2 separate regions of the Mus musculus genome follow, and region 1 is linked to region 2. A link is a contact called in public Hi-C data. All regions are on one chromosome and are shown on one strand. Each heading gives the region's core, a stretch centred on a gene start, on an enhancer-like site or on the middle of the called end of the contact. The rest is flanking DNA. Distances are from core to core; before and after follow the strand shown. Region 1 has its middle 51 kb from the start of F730016J06Rik. Region 2 overlaps Col5a1 (collagen, type V, alpha 1).

The links. A called contact is a pair of places that touch in the nucleus more often than the background predicts.
Region 1: a contact with region 2 is called in a Hi-C map of the G1E-ER4 cell line, with 4 times the contacts expected there. The contact joins two enhancer-like sites. A contact is called at or near these places in 3 of 484 Hi-C or Micro-C datasets (all in the G1E-ER4 cell line) and 3 of 115 datasets of contacts at active chromatin or transcription factors (SST interneurons, differentiating embryonic stem cells and fetal liver).

The regions. Positions count from the first base shown.
Region 1 is chr2:28,143,539-28,149,472 of GRCm38.p6, forward strand. No RefSeq gene overlaps it. Among named protein-coding and RNA genes, the nearest start is that of F730016J06Rik, 51 kb to the left of the region's middle. Within about 2 kb of position 3,318, at least 18 of the 459 cell types and tissues checked have an H3K27ac peak or open chromatin away from gene starts, as enhancers often do. A contact at or near this core is called in the G1E-ER4 cell line, where this site is marked.
Region 2 is chr2:27,972,973-27,978,811 of GRCm38.p6, forward strand. It overlaps Col5a1 (collagen, type V, alpha 1), which reads left to right. Exons shown (of 66, transcript NM_015734.2): 21 at 176-229; 22 at 896-940; 23 at 1,472-1,525; 24 at 1,721-1,765; 25 at 2,583-2,636. Among named protein-coding and RNA genes, the nearest start is that of Gm13372, 57 kb to the right of the region's middle. Within about 2 kb of position 2,664, at least 8 of the 459 cell types and tissues checked have an H3K27ac peak or open chromatin away from gene starts, as enhancers often do. A contact at or near this core is called in the G1E-ER4 cell line, where this site is marked.

The DNA of each region.
Region 1 (5,934 bases), core at 2,068-4,567, 170 kb after region 2:
TTATTAGTCCCTGTGTCCTTGATCCTTCCTTCACAGGGCCTCAGCCTGAGCTCCTCCCTACAGCCTGGTTCTGCCCCGGGACTGGTTCTGAGGTGAGGACAGGCTACAGTAGGGCAGGAAGAAATGCATCCCCCAGGGGCCGAGGTCAATCTCAAGGCCACGGCTGTCTCTAGAGAACATTCATTTCACAGCCTTACCATTCTTCACTTTCAAGGGGTCTCGGACTCAAAAATGAGGAATTGATTTAGTGCCAGTGATGGGAGCCATCTCAACCGTGGCTGGCCCTGACCTTAATTAAACTGACACTGAAGGGTGTATGGTGACTGAATTATGGGGGAAGGGCTGCTTCTTGTAGCCTTAATAAGAAAAGGCCAGATAGAACAGCTGCTGCCATTACCCGGATGTCCCTGCCTACAGCGTCCCCACTCTAGGTCCTGGGTCAGGTTCATGTTGGGGAGCAGGGCCCCTTACTTCCCCTCCAGGGAACCCACTCCTGAACCATTGCCAGCTTCAGGACACTGAGCCCCATCTGCCTTTTCCTCCCTCCCCAGTCTCTTCTGCCTTCTGTGTGCAGATGGGTTCTAGAATCTTCTTCCTTCTGGCAAAGAATTGTCCATTTCCAAATGAAAACTCCACCTTGACTCCCAGGTTTTATTCAGCTGGGTACTGAAGTGTTCCCATCAGACAGACAGGCAGGCAGGCAGGCAGGCAGGCAGGCAGGCAGACAGACAGACAGACAGACAGACAGACAGACAGATGGGAAAACTCTTTATTGCATGCTCAAAATATCCAGCACAAGGTGAGGAAATCCCACTGATGCAGCCAGCTGGACTTCCCAATAGAGTGTCCTAGGCAAGACCAAGTGTCCCCTCTGGTGAAGCTTCCAACATAAAATAACAACCACAGAGAAGAGATATTACCAAACCAGGCAGAACTGACTTGAGAAGTCGAAGCATTGGTAGGAGTTTCCAACTGGCCTCTTTCTCTCATGGCTGGGCTCCCATACTCACCCTTGTAGCTTCTCCTCTCATGGGATAAGTGTAGTGACCTCTATTGGAAGTGGCTCACTCTCCAGCTGTTTTCAGTAAAGCAAGGTTTTTACTCTTGGGCTATTTGTTGTTTCCCCTCTCTGTCACAGAGCTGGGGGTGGGGCAGCCCCACTTCTAGAGCCTGCTTCCCTGTGAACTCAGACAACAAGTGACACTTTGTCAGCACAGTGCACATCACACCAGCTTGCCAGCCTTATGTGTGAAGCCTGGGGACATTCTGAGTGCCACTTTCTCCTCCACCTGTGGGTGTGACTGGGGACTTGGTGGCTGCACAGTTGGCAAAGGATTTTGTGTGCTGGAAATCAAGGCCTGTGGCTACTCCTCAGGATTCCCTCCAGCCCTGAGGCTGTCAGCATGCATGAACTGCTGCAGGGGCTGAAGCCAAGGCTGTCAACCTCCACACAGGACACCAACTAAACAAACCTTAGGGGCTCCATCCCTAGTACTTGGTCCTAGAGAAACAAAACTGAGTAGAAATTCCTATGTGCGCACAGTAGCAGGGTTCCTATGAGCCAGAGGGAGGAAACCCCAGAGTGCCACTGCAAGTGACCCAAGCAGGACAGATTGTGTATGTGTGGGATGAATGGGTGCTAAGGATAAGTGTGTGCAAAGGACAAGACAGCCTCAGGTGTCATCCCACAGGGACTCTGTTGTGTGTTTGAGACAGTGTCTCTCAAAGCCCTGCAGCTTCTCCACATAGGCAAGGCTGAGTGGCCAATGAGCTTCTGCCTCTCTCTGCATCCCAGGTTACTGCCATCAAATCAGATTATATGTGTGCACTACTGTGCTGACTTTTATGAGTATCCTAGGGATCAAACTCAGGTTCTCATGCTTGCTGGGTGGGTGCTTCACCGACTGAGCATCTCCCTAGCTTAGCAAGACAGATTCCCTTGGAACCGCTGTGGTAGACAGGAGACTTGAGTACAGAGCTGACCTCGACCTCAATATAACACAGAGAAGCTGGGCTCTCACCAGCTGAGCAGTGAGGGGCACAGAGGTGAGAGACTGCTAAAAAGAACATGGTTTGGTATCCAGGATGCTATTGCGCTCCAAGATGGGGGTGGGTTTAGGAAGTGAGGACTTCTTCATAAAACAGGCTAGAAGGGGGTTTCCCCTTGTAGTACAAGGGCAGAGAACTAGGCAAGGTCAAGTCATAATGGGGAAGGGTGTTCAGAGGATGGAGTCTGATGTTCATGGGCCAAACACTTTTGAAGTGGAAATTTCTGACTTCTTTAACAACTCGGTTGTGTCATATGGTGCTTTTCTGGAAGCTGTCTTGTGAGAGGGCTGTTGTGGTGAAACTCCAACCCCCAAACCCCACTCAAGGAAACCACAACTCTGTTGTGTGTAATTTAATATCACGCTTGCTCTTTCTCAAGAGCTCGTTCTGAGCTCCCTCGACCTCTCAAAACTAGCTCCACTAAGCTGCCAACGACTGCCCCTTTCTCCTGCCCACTTTAGTCACTGCAGATGGAAAACACCAGACAGTCTTATATTTTCAAACTAGCCAGATAACTCAATGGCTGGGCAAAGAATCTCCTGCTCCATCCTCCTTGGCCTTCACCCACTGCGGAGGCTACAAACTATAGGTGCTCCTGAGACCTACATGACTGCCGCTTCCTCAGCTCCACCTCCTGCTTTGACTCCCCCTCTCACCCCCTTCTCCTCCTCCTGAGACCAGGAAGTTCCACTTTTCCCTCTTCACCCAGCGATTGGCTTCAGTTGTCTTTATTGACACACTCAAGAACCAATTAGGGAACTGACACCTCCCCTACATCAGGCATGTGGTGTTTTGCTGAGAACAGATACTTGAGAGAAGGACATAAATGGAACCCCACAAACAAGAGGATGTTCTTCACTGGTCTTTGCTGGTCTTTACTTCGTAGGGTAAAGAGAAATGTGCCAAAGATCTTCTTGTGGTATTCCAGCTGATTCTGGCCACTTCCCCTGGCTTGTGCCAATTCAGCGGGGCCTTGCTGTTTCTGCTGGATGGTGCAGCTGCTACTGATTCATGTTTGGTGTTTGCTATTTAACTGGACGGCTGGTATTCTGACAACAAAGAGTGAACATCCCCAAGAAACTATTTCTAAACAGGTCCACGACACCCTTTGCCTACTAACCTTCCTCTGGTTGATAAAAGAAGGGAAGATGAAGCATTTAAGAACCCTAAATAAAGTAGGCTTTGAAAAGAACCTAAGCTTACATACACTTGTAGCCCCAGCACTTGAGAGGTTGAGACAGGAGGATCATGAGGTCAAGATGAACTCTGGGAAACACGCCAGAACGTTTCTATAGATAGATAAGTAAGGAGAGAGAGAGAGAGAGAGAGAGAGAGAGAGAGAGAGAGAGAGAGAGAGAGGGAGGAGCTGGGTGAAAATGCAGTTGTGAGGCGCTTGCTGTGCTGGGTTGATTCCCAGATCCTCTGTAACAAGAGAACATGGTTGCAAGTGTTTGCAGTCCCAATACTGGAGAGGCAGAGTACAGATGGTTCTTTAGCACTTGCTGGCCAGCCAGCCTAGTGAGCTCCAGGGTCAATGAGAGACTGTCTCAAAGGAGGGGTACCCAAAGAGGAAGACACCCAAAGCTCACACACATACATACACACACACACACACACACACACACACACACACACACATGCCCACCCTCACGGATAGGTAACTAGACAAGCACATAGCAGACAGGGTAAGACATTATTCTGCTCTAGGGAGGAAAGGGCTGACATGAGCCACAGGCAGACACAGAGGTTGGTACTGTGAGTTGTTGTGTGTCGAGTGTGTGCAGTGGGGAGGTCTGCGGAGATCCCCAGCCTGAAGAGGCGGGGTGGGAGCAGTAGCCAGGGACTTACTTCCTGTGAGGCGATGAAGATGTTCTGAGATTGGCTATGGTGACAGCTGCACTTATCTATTAATGAACTAAAAGCTGTTGAAGTGCATGCTTTAATGGGCAATTGGACAGCATGTGAGTATATCCTGATAAATCTGCTTTTCCAGGCAGGTGAGATAGCCAGGCATACAACAAGGCCACGTGTGTGTGAATACACACAGAGATAAGAGACTCAGACCATCAGCACCTCAATATAAAAAAACCTTGCCTTTCAGATCAGTGTATGTGTGCATTTGTGATTCAGACAAGCATATTGTGTGTGTGTGTGTGTGTGTGTGTGTGTGTGTGAGAGAGAGAGAGAGAGAGAGAGAGAGAATGAGTGTCTATGTGTGTCTGTCTGTGTGTCTGTATGTATCTGAATATCTCTGTTTGTGAGAGTGTGAAAGTGTATATGTGTGTGTGTGCCTGTGTGTGTCTGTATGAGTTTGTGTGTGAGTGTGTGTCTGTATGAGTGTGAGTGTCCCTGTATGTGTGTGGCTGTTTGAGTGTGTGTGTGTGTGTGTGTGTGTGTGCAGAGTCCAGAGGAAGGTGTCAGGTATCCTGCTCCATCACTGTTTTATCCTCTTGAGTCAGGGTCTTTCACAGGCCCTAGAGATCTCCAGGTTTTGGCTAGACTAGCTGACCAGCAAGCCCCAGCAACAACGCCCTACCCCACCCCATCCCTGCCCTATTGCTGGGGTAATGATGCTCATAGCCACACATAGCTTTTACATGGGTTCTGGGGATTCAAACTCAGGACCTCACGCTTGTGTAGCAAATGCTGCTAACCACTGAGCCACCTCCCCAACCCTCTAGAAGTTTTGAAAAGACTATTCTACAGAATGCCACATATGGGCTCTACTCTTGCTGTGTATGTTCTTCCCGCTCTCCCTGCACCAGAGCTGGCACCTCTTCTCATATGATGAGCCACTGGCAATGACATGGCAGCTAGCAAGCAGGACAGCACAGTGCACATGCAATCACACAGCAAGCAGTGGTCATCATATCCACAAGTGTCGTTCTGCCCCAGTGAGTGGCAGGTACCATACTCTACTGAAGTCATCTTATCCTGTGGAGCAGTGAAAACATCGGGACTCAGAGGAAAGGCAAACCTCGCCCGTGTCTGCATCTCCTCAGCAATGGGTCACTCTATCTGGAGCCCTCGATCTGGAGCCATTCAGGCAGTCAGGAGAATGTAGCTCTACAGTTCAGGTCAGGATGGAGGTCCTGGTGAACACGGTGATGCTTACCTTGGCTCAGTTCAGCTCTTAGGCACTGCACATCTGCTAGGGGTGGAGCCTGAGAATAGGATGCTGGGATATTTTTTCCTGGAAGAGATTAAGGAGCAAAAGAAGCTAAGATACTAAGTTGGCCTTCAGGTCCTGGAGAGGATGCACCTGCCACCTCACCTGCACTAGACAGTGTTCTCAGCCTCAGCCTCCCAGCCAAGGTACTACTGTGGAATCTAGAGGCTGGCAGAGCGCCTATCCTGCTGCTCCTAACTCTCAGCAACCCAGGGAGCAGGCAAGGCCACCTTCAGACAGGACACTGGGAGGCTGCGCTGCCTGCAGCATCTGCTGTGTCTCCACTGGTCTAGGTCCTAGAGGACCAAGGGGATTCATGGCCCCCTCCCATGCCACCATACAGTGCTTTTATTGTCTAAGGGAGGTCGGGGCTTTAGGGAGCAACACACACTTTCAAAGAGGAAAGAAAAGATGAAAATGAGTTGCTAAAAGGCGTTTGTGAGGTTGGTGAGATAGCTCAATAGGTAAAGACACCAAACCTGATGTTCTGCATATATGTGTGTGTGTGTGTGTGTGTGTGTGTGTGTATTTTTTCACCAAGTTTAGGTGGGGGGGGGGATCTATCAAAAGAGATGTATGAACTCCACACAGTCTCTGGTTTAAGACTGAAGGGAAGATCCTCGCATGAGGGTCAGGCTACCTACCCTGTGTGTAATGTGTCAAGGAGTTCTCAGAGTCTCAGTTCTCGGATAAAGCCAGCGTAGTTGGCTGCATTC
Region 2 (5,839 bases), core at 1,414-3,913:
AGAGGAAGATGGGGTGAGTGACAGTGGGGGCGCATCATGGCAACTCTCTCAGGATTCTGGAGTCACCAGCTGCGCTCTAGTCGGGCACAGGGTACTGGGTGTGGGCTGTACAGGGCAGACAAGCAGGCCACACCTCCAGCCGGGTTCCATCCTTCTTCATCTTTTCTTTTTGCAGGGACCACGTGGTCTGCTTGGGCCAAAAGGCCCCCCAGGGCCTCCTGGACCTCCTGTAAGTTCTGTCACCTCCTGGTGAATGTGTACACAGTATAGCACCAGAAACCCTCTGACCCAGCTAGCAACACCGGGGCCATGGGACCATGGGGCCAGGGGGCCATGCTGACCTTAGTGTATGCCGGCTGTAGGTGTGAGGGGCTATGGGTCATTCATGCTCATACATGAGGAACCAGAAAACGCGTGGTGCTCAGGCAGCTGGCCTTGCTGCTCCTTTAGACTTTTCTACCCCCGTTCTGGCACACAGCACCTGCTGTGCTGCTCTTGCTATTGTTGTTGTTTTCTGTCATAAGCAGTACCTCAGGATGCCACACTGTCCCTCTGCTTAAGAGCCTTCCAGCATTTTGGGGGGTTTGGTTTTGGGAAGGAGGGAGAGGCTCATGGTATTGATTGGGGTTCTCTGTTTTGGGTGGGTGAAATTAGCCTTGCCCTCTTCGGCCTCTCTAGGAGACTTTTTCTAGATTGCAGGGTCTGCTCATATGAGGGTGCTGGGGCCTGACAGCTCAGCTACCTTATTGTGAAGGGTAGTAGCCCCAGCTGTTAGGGGTGGACAGTCGAGACTGTCCTTTCCCCAGAAACTACCCACGTCCAAGTATGCAGAATGGAGTGAGTTATTCTGTGTTGAAAACACCTTTTCTCCCCCTTTTTTATAACTCTCCTGCAGGGTGTAACGGGTATGGATGGCCAGCCTGGCCCAAAAGGAAATGTGGTGAGTCCCAGGGGTCACATGGCCTGGATTTTGGTCATGGTCTGTGGGCACAGTCCATGCCTGGCTGTGGAGGTCTACATCACCTGGAAATTGGGGTAGGAGAGTGGGCACCTTAGCCTCTGGCCCATGGCTTAGTGCTGCCCTCTGGTGGCAAAGCCTCATGTCAGAACCCCAAGTTGATATTTGTTATCCAAAGCCAGCTAGGAGTTGGAAGTCAGTTCCATCAGATGGGTCTGTTTGCTCTATATCCAAGTCAAGGGCGCACATTTCTACCAATAGATTATTGCCTGGCCAGCTCCTGTCAAACTTTTGCCTTGATGGACACCGGGGTGCTGGGTGCAAGTCCACATGCCCTTTGGGTGTAAGGATCTGACACCAAAAGCAGGCAGATTCCCCCTTTCCAGAAAGCTGCTCCCACACATCGACTCCTGGGGTTACTGGTGGAAAAGATGAGGCATGGAAATGGGATTTCCCCCAAATGGGGTGTGGTTCCTAGATCTCTTCTCAGGGCCTTTGCCTCTGTTTTTCTAGGGTCCCCAGGGAGAGCCTGGGCCGCCAGGACAGCAGGGTAATCCTGGTGCCCAGGTAAGTGTCTCAGGAAAAGGTGACTTGGAGGCATCAGGGGTGGGACACAGGTTCTGGCCAAGTGTCTGGGAAGTGCACTTAGCTCTGCCACCAACATGTTTGGTACCTGGATGTGGTGGTCACTGGGAAGATGGTGGAGGGTGAGGAGGGGCCTCTGGTCAGTCCTCTCATTCCTCTGCTGGTTTTTCCTCTTAGGGTCTTCCAGGTCCCCAGGGTGCCATTGGTCCTCCAGGAGAAAAGGTAGGTGGAACAGATGGATGTGTGAAGAGGGGCTGCCTGTCATGGGGCATACGTCTGTGCAGGCCTGGGAGACCTGCAGTCCTTCCATGGCAGGCATGCACACCTTGCTCCTGAAGTTTAGCCCATTATCCAGATTCATATATTGATTTGCCTGCCATCTATGTATAGAGGTGGCAGTTTTAGCAATCTTCAATACCAGCACACACTGTTGACTGTGAAATATGTGCCATTTATCAGAAGATTAAATTGGGCATCTTATTTAGTTGAGTTTTGTTTGGCACATAGACGTACAGTACTTACCGTGTCCTGGGACTTGTACCCTTCCGACAGCATCACAGAGCCCAGGCACGGGCCGTTTCAGGAAGTGCAAACTGTCTAGGTCTCGACCAGCAAGAGCCACTACAGAGGTGGTTCTGATGGAGTCTCCCAGATCCCCGGAGAGCTTAAGAAATGCAGACAGCCAGGCTGTGATGGACCTTGTTAAGAACGTCACAGGATGGTGGCCTGGTGGTCCTGTGGCTGCCCTGCCCTGCCATGGGAGGGATTGCATAGGTGCCAATGGGGAATGTGAGGAAGGTACTGACCTCAGAAGGCTCCTAGGACAGCAGCATCTCAGGAGATGAAAGGGAGAAAGAAGATGGGGGTGGAGGTGATCCCATAGCAGAACTGAAGGTTCTGGTGGAGGAGGCACCTCGTTGGGTGCATGAGTGACAGTGTCTGAATATTTACTTTGGGTGTCTATAGAGAAGGATTGGACATCCCAGGAAAGAAATAAACGTCAGAGGTGTTTGCTCACAGACTGTCTTATTTGCACTAGGGTCCTTTGGGGAAACCAGGTCTCCCAGGAATGCCAGGCGCTGATGGACCCCCGGTGAGTAGTGTCCCCCACCCTGTCCCTCTCCTCCCCAGAGGGGCACTGGGAGCATTGTTGTCCAGAAGCACTGTGGGTGAAGATCGTGTGCCCTGGTCTCTGTGCTGAGTGATGACTGGGTTCTGGACAAGCCTTCATGCCATGTTCCTGTCATGGAGTTGATGTGACTGCGCAGAAGGAGATGTACTTGTTAGGGTGTGCAAATTAGTCCCCTGAAATCAGCATCATGTTTGAAACTGTGAGGAGTACTGGGCTGGGCTCCAAGCCATCACACCTGTCCCTGGTGTGGAAGTGAGGGGCAGGGTGTGCCAGAGGTATTTTTAGTGTTCACAGAGTGAGTTAGGGGGTGGGGGAGGTTGCTGGGGGTGGGCAATTCATCTGCAGTGAGCGCAGCTGGGAGCCAGATTAGGCAGAGCCTGGAAATAGCAAGTGAGCGACAGGTCCAACCTGGGGGGGGGGGGGACCAGGGTTTGCAGAAAGAGAGAAGCAGGGAAGAGGAAGCAATTAGGGGCACGTGTGTGCCTGTGTGTGTGTGTGTGTGTGTGTGTGTGTGTGTGTGTGTGTGTGTGTGTGTGTAAGAGAGAGAGAGAGAGAGACAGAGACACACACACACACAGAGAGAGAGAGAGAGAGAGAGAGAGAGAGAGAGAGAGAGAGAGAGAGCTTGCGTGTGTGTGCGTGTGTGTCTATCCACACCTGCCATTCTGACTGAAGATGCCCTCTGGTTTGAGAGTTTTTTTAATTTTAAATTTAATTTAAGTATTTTTAAAGTAAATTATTAAATTCACCCCTCCAATTTCTCCCCTCCCTTTCCCACTTCGTGTGCTCTTTTGTGTTTAGTGAAACTCAAAGAATCTATCTCAGAAGGCAAGATGAGATACATGAATTATTTATGACAGTTTCATTTATTATTTTAATAACACCATTAAAACGTAAATGCAGGGGGTAGCTCGGGGGGGGGGCTGAGAAAATGCCCCAGGGGCACGGAAGGGATTGCAGCACAAATGTGAGGACCAGAGTTCAGGTCCATAGACCCCATGAAATGCTGGGTGGTCATGGTGTGCACATACTATCTGGAAAGCAGAGATAGGGGACTCACCACAGCAAGCTGGCTGGCAAGACTAGTTACAGTGGCAATCTCTGGGTCTGTGAATGAGACAGTGACCAAGGATGACTCCTGACATAAGTCTCAAGCCTCCGTGTCCTCATGCACACATACATGTGTTTACATGTAAACATACATTGTACACACATGTGTACATTATACACTCACATGCAAACATATAAAGAAAAAGAACTAAATGGGAATGTTGAGTGTGCTAACATGCTGGGGATGGTTCTCCATCAGCTGTCACCTCCACTCCACAAGGGTCACATGGCCCAGTGAATCCCAGACCCCAGACCGTCTTTGGTTAGCCTGAGCAAATAAGTTTAGTCACCCCCACTCCCATGTGGACATGCGGGGGAGTTTGGGAGCTAAGTGATTGGTATTTCCCAGTGTATCATTTCTGCCCTTTTAATTGTCATTTATTTCATGTTGTGTCAATGACATATTTTCTAATAGACATTGAGGTCAGGGAATTGGCAAGTAGATGGCTCCATCCATCCCCATTGGCCATCACTCATCACAGGACCATGGCTTCCTAGTGTCTGTTTCCTGTAGGTGATGACCACAGATGGAGGTCTACTGCAGTGTCGCATATCGTCTGCAGGGAGGAGAGCAGCTATACCCTTTCCATAACCAGACATGTCTCTGGCCTCCATAGACCTGGCTGGTTCTGGCCTGGAATTCAATTCCTCTCACCACACTGAACGCCCCCTCCCCCGTAGCGGCAGGTCCTGAGCATGGTCTCCTTTTGCATCTTGTGAATGCAGCACCCAGCACCCCCTGGCCTGGAGACTCTCTTCTCTGTTTCTGGCTCTATTAGTTACTTTTCCTATTATTGTGACAAAATAGGGAACAAAACCAACTTAAGGTAGGAAGGGCTCACGGTTTGAGGATGTACAGTCCATTATAACAGGGAAGTTGCCCACAGCTGCAGACGGAGCAGCTGGTAACATTGTATCAGCAAGAAGCAGAGGTGGATGCTGGTGCTCTGCTGACTTTGGTCTTTTCATTCAGTCCGGAACCCCAGCCCCTGGGATGGTGCCACCCACACACAGTTAGGGGGAGTCTTCACCTCATTTAACCTAATTTTAGACCCTCTCTTGAAGGTATGCCCGGAGGTTTGCCTCTTAGGTGATTCCACATTCTGTCAGGTCCAATACTGAAGCTTTAAAATGCCCCGTGGGAGAGGCCTGGTTTCTGCCTGTGAAGGGCCCAAAGACAGCAGGTGGGGCAGAAAGGCATGGGGGATCCTAAACAGATCTAGCTTTCCATGTCTGGAAAGGAGGGAAGATGGGTGGCTTTCCCTATAAAAGCAGCTTACTGTTGATAAACCTTGAAGAGGGCAGCTTGTGCTGAGGCGGTTTTCCTCCAGTATTCCTTTAGTTTTGGTTGTGAACAAAGAGTGATTGACAGGCCAGGGAGATGGCTCAGTTAGGAAAGTGTTTAGCCCCGCATGTATAGAGGCTGGGCATGGCAATGCAGGCCTGGCATTCTGGGGCTGTGAGAAAGAAAAGAGACAGATCCCTGGACCTCTATAGAGTTTTAGGTTCAGTAAGATCCCATCTTAAAGGTTACGATGGGGAGCAGTTGAGAAAGACACCTGATAGCAACCTCTGGCCCCTACATGCACTCACACATGTATACACATGCCCATAAATATGCACACACGTGGAGGGACAGAGGAGAGAGAGGAGAGGGGAGGAGGGAGAGACAGAGAGAGACACACAGAGAGGAAGGGTTTAAGTCATACCTAGTACTCTGAAATGTGATTAATTCCCCAGAGCACACAGCAAAATGATGGGAAAATAGGGCCAGTAAAAATAAAATGTGAAAGTCTATCCAAGGTTTGGAGAAAGTGCTCATGATCCAATACTAAATGCGGATCATATTATACCTGCCCACTTTGTATGCACACACACAGAAAAAAAAATGAACTGGAAGCCTGTGCCCCCGACCAGTCTCATGGCTCTGCATGGTGGGCTGCAGAGGGGTTTAATTTCCTTTTCTGCTCTCCTAATTGTCTACAATGAACATATATTACTTTTTTAATCAGAAAAATATCAAATACAAATAATTTAAGCTTTATTATTTTTCC